2 separate regions of the Capra hircus genome follow, and region 2 is linked to region 1. Evidence: chromatin contacts called from public Hi-C data. All regions are on one chromosome and are shown on one strand. Each heading gives the region's core, a stretch centred on a gene start, on an enhancer-like site or on the middle of the called end of the contact. The rest is flanking DNA. Distances are from core to core; before and after follow the strand shown.

Evidence for each region. Hi-C and Micro-C count contacts between places; a contact is called where the count stands out from the background.
Region 2: a Hi-C map of blood shows a contact between it and region 1, with 5 times the contacts expected there. The contact joins two enhancer-like sites. A contact is called at or near these places in 3 of 5 Hi-C or Micro-C datasets (blood and liver).

Annotation. Positions count from the first base shown.
Region 1 is chr15:7,829,073-7,832,079 of ARS1.2, forward strand. No RefSeq gene overlaps it. Among named protein-coding and RNA genes, the nearest start is that of TP53I11, 160 kb to the right of the region's middle. Within about 2 kb of position 1,304, at least 1 of the 5 cell types and tissues checked has an H3K27ac peak or open chromatin away from gene starts, as enhancers often do.
Region 2 is chr15:8,004,239-8,007,231 of ARS1.2, forward strand. It overlaps TP53I11 (tumor protein p53-inducible protein 11), which reads left to right. Exons shown (of 8, transcript XM_018059209.1): 8 at 1-1,552. Among named protein-coding and RNA genes, the nearest start is that of TP53I11, 18 kb to the left of the region's middle. Within about 2 kb of position 1,268, at least 1 of the 5 cell types and tissues checked has an H3K27ac peak or open chromatin away from gene starts, as enhancers often do.

The DNA.
Region 1 (3,007 bases), core at 54-2,553:
ACAGGGAAGTGTGGTGTGCTGCAGTCTGTGGGGCGGCAAAGAGTGGGACACGACTTACTGACTGAATAACAACAGAGAGACAAACATGCTGGCAAGGAGGAGAACGTGGGTATGTTTGAGAGGGGAGAGCTTGGGGTAGATTCAGTTCAGTTCAATTCAGTTGCTCAGTTGTGTCCGACTCTGTGACCCCATGAACTGCAGCACGCCAGGCCTCCCTGTCCATCACCAACTTCCGGAGTCCACCCAAACCCATGTCCATTGAGTCGGTGATGCCATCCAACCATCTCATTCTCTGTCGTCCCCTTCTCCTCCTGCTCTCGATCTTTCCCAGCATCAGAGTCTTTTCAAATGAGTCAGCTCTTCGCATCAGGTGGCCAAAGTATTGGAGTTTCAGCTTCAACATCAGTCCTTCCAATGAACACTCAGGACTGATCTCCTTTAGGATAGACTGTCTGGATCTCCTTGCAGTCCAAGGGACTCTCGAGTCTTCTCCAACACCACAGTTCAAAAGCATCAATTCTTCGGCACTCAGCTTTCTTTATAGTCCAACTCTCACATCCATACATGACTACTATGGAAAAACCATAGCCTTGACTAGACGGACCTTTGTTGGCAAAGTAATGTCTCTGCTTTTTAATATACTGTCTAGGTTGGTTATAACTTTCCTTCCAAGGAGTAAGCGTCTTTAATTTCATGGCTACAGTCACCATCTGCAGTGATTTTGGAGCCCAGAAAAGTAAAGTCAGCTGCTGTTTCCACTGTTTCCCCATCTATTTGCCACAAAGTGATGGGACCGGATGCCATGATCTTAGTTTTCTGAATGTTGAGCTTAAGAAAGATAAATCTCATCTTCCATCATAGTAGTCAAAGATGACATCTAAAACTAGGAAATCAAGAACCGGTTCTTTAGAAATCTGGAGATTAACAAGAAAGGCTGAAAGCATTTGGAGTGGTTGAAGGTGGGGTGTGGATAAGAGGAGCTGCTGGCTTTTGTTGAGTCTTAGAGACCATTTTCACATTTTTAAAAAGTGAGGTATTGCTTTGATTAAAATTAGAGCTCTGTAAATAGAAAAGAGAATCTGACCCTCAGGTTCGAGTCTGGAGGGCTGTCCCTTCAAGATTCCTGCTGACTGAAGAACATACTGGTTTCCGTGCTCTTCGGAAAAGGGCGCCTCTTCCTTGGAGCACAGTACTGCCCTCTGCTGGAGAACTGAAGTAATACCTCTGCAAAACGGCCGGTGACTCGGACTGAAGGCGCCCACTGGTTCCTGCCGTGCGCTGGGCTAGGATGCGCGGCCGGTGCATTGCGGATCTGGGACACTTTGAGAGGGCCGGTGAGGTCGTTGTGTCCGGGCGGCCAGAGCAGCATGACCTGTGTTATGCCTGGGTGCTGCCACCCACAGTTTAGGGAGCACTAGCCCACCAGATGCTTGGGGTCAGGGGGCTCCTAGGGTTCGGGGGCCTTTTCCAAATTGCCCTCGTCTACAGTATGTAGTGGAGAAGGGCATGGCAGCCCACTCCAGGATTCTTGCCTGGAGAATCCCACGGACAGAGGAGCCTGGCAGGCCACAGTCCATGGGGTCGCAAAGAGTTGGACGCGACTGAGCGACTAACGCTGCTACACTACGGTGTGTAGAGGGCTTCCCTGGGGCCCCAGGTGGTAAAGAATCCGCCTGCAATGTGGGAGACCTGGGTTCGATCCCTGGGTTGGGAGGAGGGCATGGCAACCTACTCCAGTATCCTTGTCTGGAGAATCCTCACGGCCAGAGGAGGTTGGTGGGCTACAGTCCATGGGGTCGCAAAAAATCGGACCCGACTGAACGGCTAAGCACAGCATGGCGTGTAGAAACGCCTCCGAATGCAGAGTGTGAGCCTCTTCCTTTCTAATCCTCCTGCGGTTCTCACCGCCCTTCGCCTGGCGCCCCTCTCCCCCTCCCATCCCCCACCCCCACCCCTCCCCTGCACGATGTGCGTGTTTTGGTGACTCCAGTCTGGGTTGGCACGAGAGGAGGGGATGTCAGTACCTCCGTCTTACTCAGGCCCGTACTTTTCTGGCTCCAACACTCGGCCTCCACTGGCTCTGGTCTCTCCGAAGTGCTCATCTTTCCTGCGGAAGACGCTGCCCCTAGAATAAGGGCCAGGAAATTCTTGGCTTTGCCAAGATCGTCTGCCCTGCCCCTCAGGGATGTTTACAGGCAGAGGGCATAAACCACTGCAATAATGGAGAGACAGGCGCCACTTCGGGTCATTGAGTTTTCCTGTTCTGGAATCCTGACATGTGGACAGCCAGTTACCACACCTGGGCTGAGAACAGGCTCACAGGCCCGGAGTACCCACCTGTCCACCCCACCCCCTCCCCCCGCCCCGCCCCGCCCCATGCTTCTGGCTAAGAGGTGACTTTGAGCAGGCCTGCTCGCTGGAGCAGGGAGGTGACATCCTTGGACAGAGCTTAGAGAATAGTGTAGAATCAGAGACTCAGAAGAGGAAGCAACTTTATAGGCTTGTAGTCCACCTGTCCCCATCTCATGCCTGGATTGCTCCACCCTTCGCTAGCAGGGGTTCTTCAGCTCGCTCTCTGTTGAAGCCGGTCCTGCTGTCTCTGGAAGGATCTGACTCAGAAAGCACTTCCTTCTTCCACCCTTCATCTGCCTCATTCCACCTCCCATGTCTCAATCCCAGTTCTGGCCCACGTCCCCTCCTCCCTATGACGGCCTCCAAGTGTTTGAGGAAAGGGAAAAAGGCCCCCCACCCCGCCCCCGCGAGTGGTCTCCTCTCTAGGGAAGGTTGATTGACAGGACTCTGCAAGTAATTAAGCTTAGCTCTTACTAGCTTAGGTGAAGCAAGAGGGACTTATGGGCGCCACCCTGGACAGCCAGGGCAATGCGGGACACCTGGGTTCCATCTCTGGGCTCGATTCTTGGGTTGGGAAAGTCCCCTGGAGGAGGGCATGGCAACCCACTCCAGTATTCTTGCCTGGAGAATCTCCATGGGCAGAGGAGCCAGGCAG
Region 2 (2,993 bases), core at 18-2,517, 180 kb after region 1:
GACCCTGGGCTCCTTTCCTTCCATGCAGGCCCTCTCCACACACAGGGGCCCCTGTGCCCCCTAAACACCCAGCACAGCTGTGGGCTGGCAGGGAGCCCTGTGGGGGGCTGCCTTTGATCCAGCACCTCCCTTTCCGCCTCCTGGGGGTAGCAGGGCCCTGTTCTCAGCCCCGGCCTCACTCTTGGCTTCTCTGCCTTGGCCCCAGCTCGTGGAGGCCCCTTCCCTGCCCCGGCCCCAGGCCGGCCCTGACAGACGGACACCCAGGTAACCCCAGATGAAGGCCACCTGTCAGTGATGGGGCTTGGGGATCAGGCAGAGAGAAAAGCATTTCCTCCTCACTTGGGCATGTGCTCTGGGGTCTGCGGCACACCTGACTCAGCCCCCTCGTCCACCTTCCTCCCTTCCCCAGCGTGCTGCCCTTTGGCCTTCTGTCCTGGGTTTGCCATGGAGGGTTGGCTGTGTGTGTGACTGGGTAACCTTCAAAGCTCAGCAAGGCAAAAAGAAACAGTTCAGCAGGCCGCCTCCACTCACACCCATCTCCCCCAGTGCCCCAGAAGGGCTGAGCCCCCTGCAGGCCCAACACCGTTGTGCCCACCGCCCACCACGTGTCCCTCACCTGACGCCCTCCTTCGCTCCATCACACGGGGATTGGTGGCCCCGTGTCCTGGGGACGCGTGTGCAGGGAAGCAGGCTGGGCCCCAGACTTGCCTCCTGTCTCAGCACTGTGTTGAAGGGGCAGAGTGGTTGGTCCTGAGGTGTAGCCCAGCTCCGGCTGCTGCCACATAGGGGGCCCCCCACACCTGACCCTGGGCCTCACTGCCCTCCCCCACGCCCACAGCTGTCCCAGTGGCCACAAACCCGGCCGCATGGCCTTTGCCCAGTGGTGCCATCGCTGTTAACTGAGGCCCGCCTGGCAGGTCAGGAGTCCAAGGCTGCTGACTGCGGCTGAGGGCAGGGGAAGCGGGACCCTGAGGATGGGCCATTCCCGCCTGGCCTCTGTCTCTTGGGCTGAGGTTCTAGTCTCTCTATAGAATCCTGTCCACCCGCCCCCACCCCTCCACCGAGTCCCAGGCAGACCCAGAGCCAGTGCAGCCTTTGGGAGGAGGTGGTGGTGGCTGGCGGGCCATGCCCCCCGGCCTCACTGTGTCGAAGCTGACCCATGCTTTTTGAGGCCTGGCTAATGCGCCAGCAAGTGATGGACGGTTTGTCCTAAGAACCAGCTGCTGAGCAGGGGAGGGAGGCTGGCATGCAAGGGGGAAGTATGGGGTGCCGGAGCAGGGCCAGGCCGGGCCGGCCAAGCTGGGGTGGGTGGCACGGCCTTGGCTCCAGAGAGGGTGGACGAGGACCCGCAGGGACGGCGCTGTCCGTCCTAAAAGTTCGAGAAGATCAACCAAGATGGCCCTACTCAGTTCACTCCCGCCAAGCTCCTGCCCCGGCCCCAGCCTCCTCCGTCCCCACCTCCGATCAAGACCACCGTTCCTCACGGTCACTATTTATTCTTCGTTCCTTTTCCTTTTTGTAAGAAACAGTCACAAAAACCAGTGCAAAACCATCAGTGTGGGCGTCCTGTTTTATATTACAAAAACTCCTCTTGATAGATAATATAAAAAAGGGAGGCTCAGGGGGGATAAACATGATAAATTAGCTCTGCTACCTACGGCAGGGAACATGGACAGTTTCCAAAATAGACTTACAGGACCCACCAGGGGAGGGACGAGGGTCTTCTAGGGAGGTGGGGGGCTGGGCCCTCAGCTGGCTTGGAGGATCCTGCCTGGGCTTCTTAGGCGCGGAGAGGAGAGGAGGGGCATGGGATGCTGGGCAGGGTCCCAGCCCCCGGCCCCTGAGCAGGAAGGTGGCCTCAGTACTGGGCAAGGTATGTGACCAGCTGCACAGTCTCCCTGGTTCCTGGTCTATTTTCAGGCTCCGGAAGTCTCAACAAAGAAACTCCATGCCCCGCCCCACGCTAAGTTGCTTCAGTCATGTCCTGATTTTATGACCCTACAGACTGTAGCCATCCAGGCTCCTCTGTCCATGGGATTCTCCAGACAAGAATGCTGGAGTGGGTTGCCATGCCCTCCTCCAGGGAATCTTCTCCACCCAGGGATCAAGCCCGCATCTCTTCCCTTGGATTGGCTGGCAGCTGGTTTACCATTAGTGCCACCTAGGGAGCCCCACCCCCACCCCAGCAGCCCCCAAATTGCCATTTGTACCCATTGAGGGCTGTTGGGGCTGGGCTTTGCCTTCTCAGGCCTGTTCAGAATGGCCACAGACAGCCTTGCAAATAGCTGCCAGCCTGCGTTAATGCTGCAGAGCAGAGGCCTGCTTCCCCTTTTCAGCCCCGGAATGTAGTTGGTGGGGGCAGATCCGGGCTCCTTGACCCTTTATGGAAAGCGCTTGGTGATGAGGGACTCTCACATCCACCCTCAAACCCATCGTCTCCCCCAGGTGTTCCTCCATGACCAGTCTTTTATCTCAGGGACCTGGGGGTGGGGGGTGGTGCTTGATGCCTGGTTCTTCTTACCTAGAAGGCCCCAAATTCTCCTGGGCAGTGGGGACTGGATGGGGCCATGATGCCTAGGGCACCCCTAAACTGAAGCCACATAGTTGCCCAAATTGACTAACCCCAGCCTTTTTTGTTTTTTTGGTCCACCTCATACCAGCCCTTTGCCTCTGCCAGGAATTTGGAGCCAAGTGGGTCTAGAGACCTGGCCAGGGTGCCGGCTGCATGGCCTCTGGGGTCCTGGGGATGCCGGGTCTCTAGGGGGTTTATAACATCATTTATGGAGGTGCCAGGTACAGGAGCACTATGGAAAGATTCAGACCAGAGAGGACGGCGGGGAGGGTGCCAGGCGGGAAGGTGGCAATAAGAGGAGGGTCAAACCAAGTCTTTACAGCAGGCAGCGAGCTCTGGTGGTATCAGGTGGCAGAGCAGGGGGCATGAACTCTAGGCTGCTGCTCCGTCTCCTGGAGGCTGGGAGGCTGGAGGGGAGGCT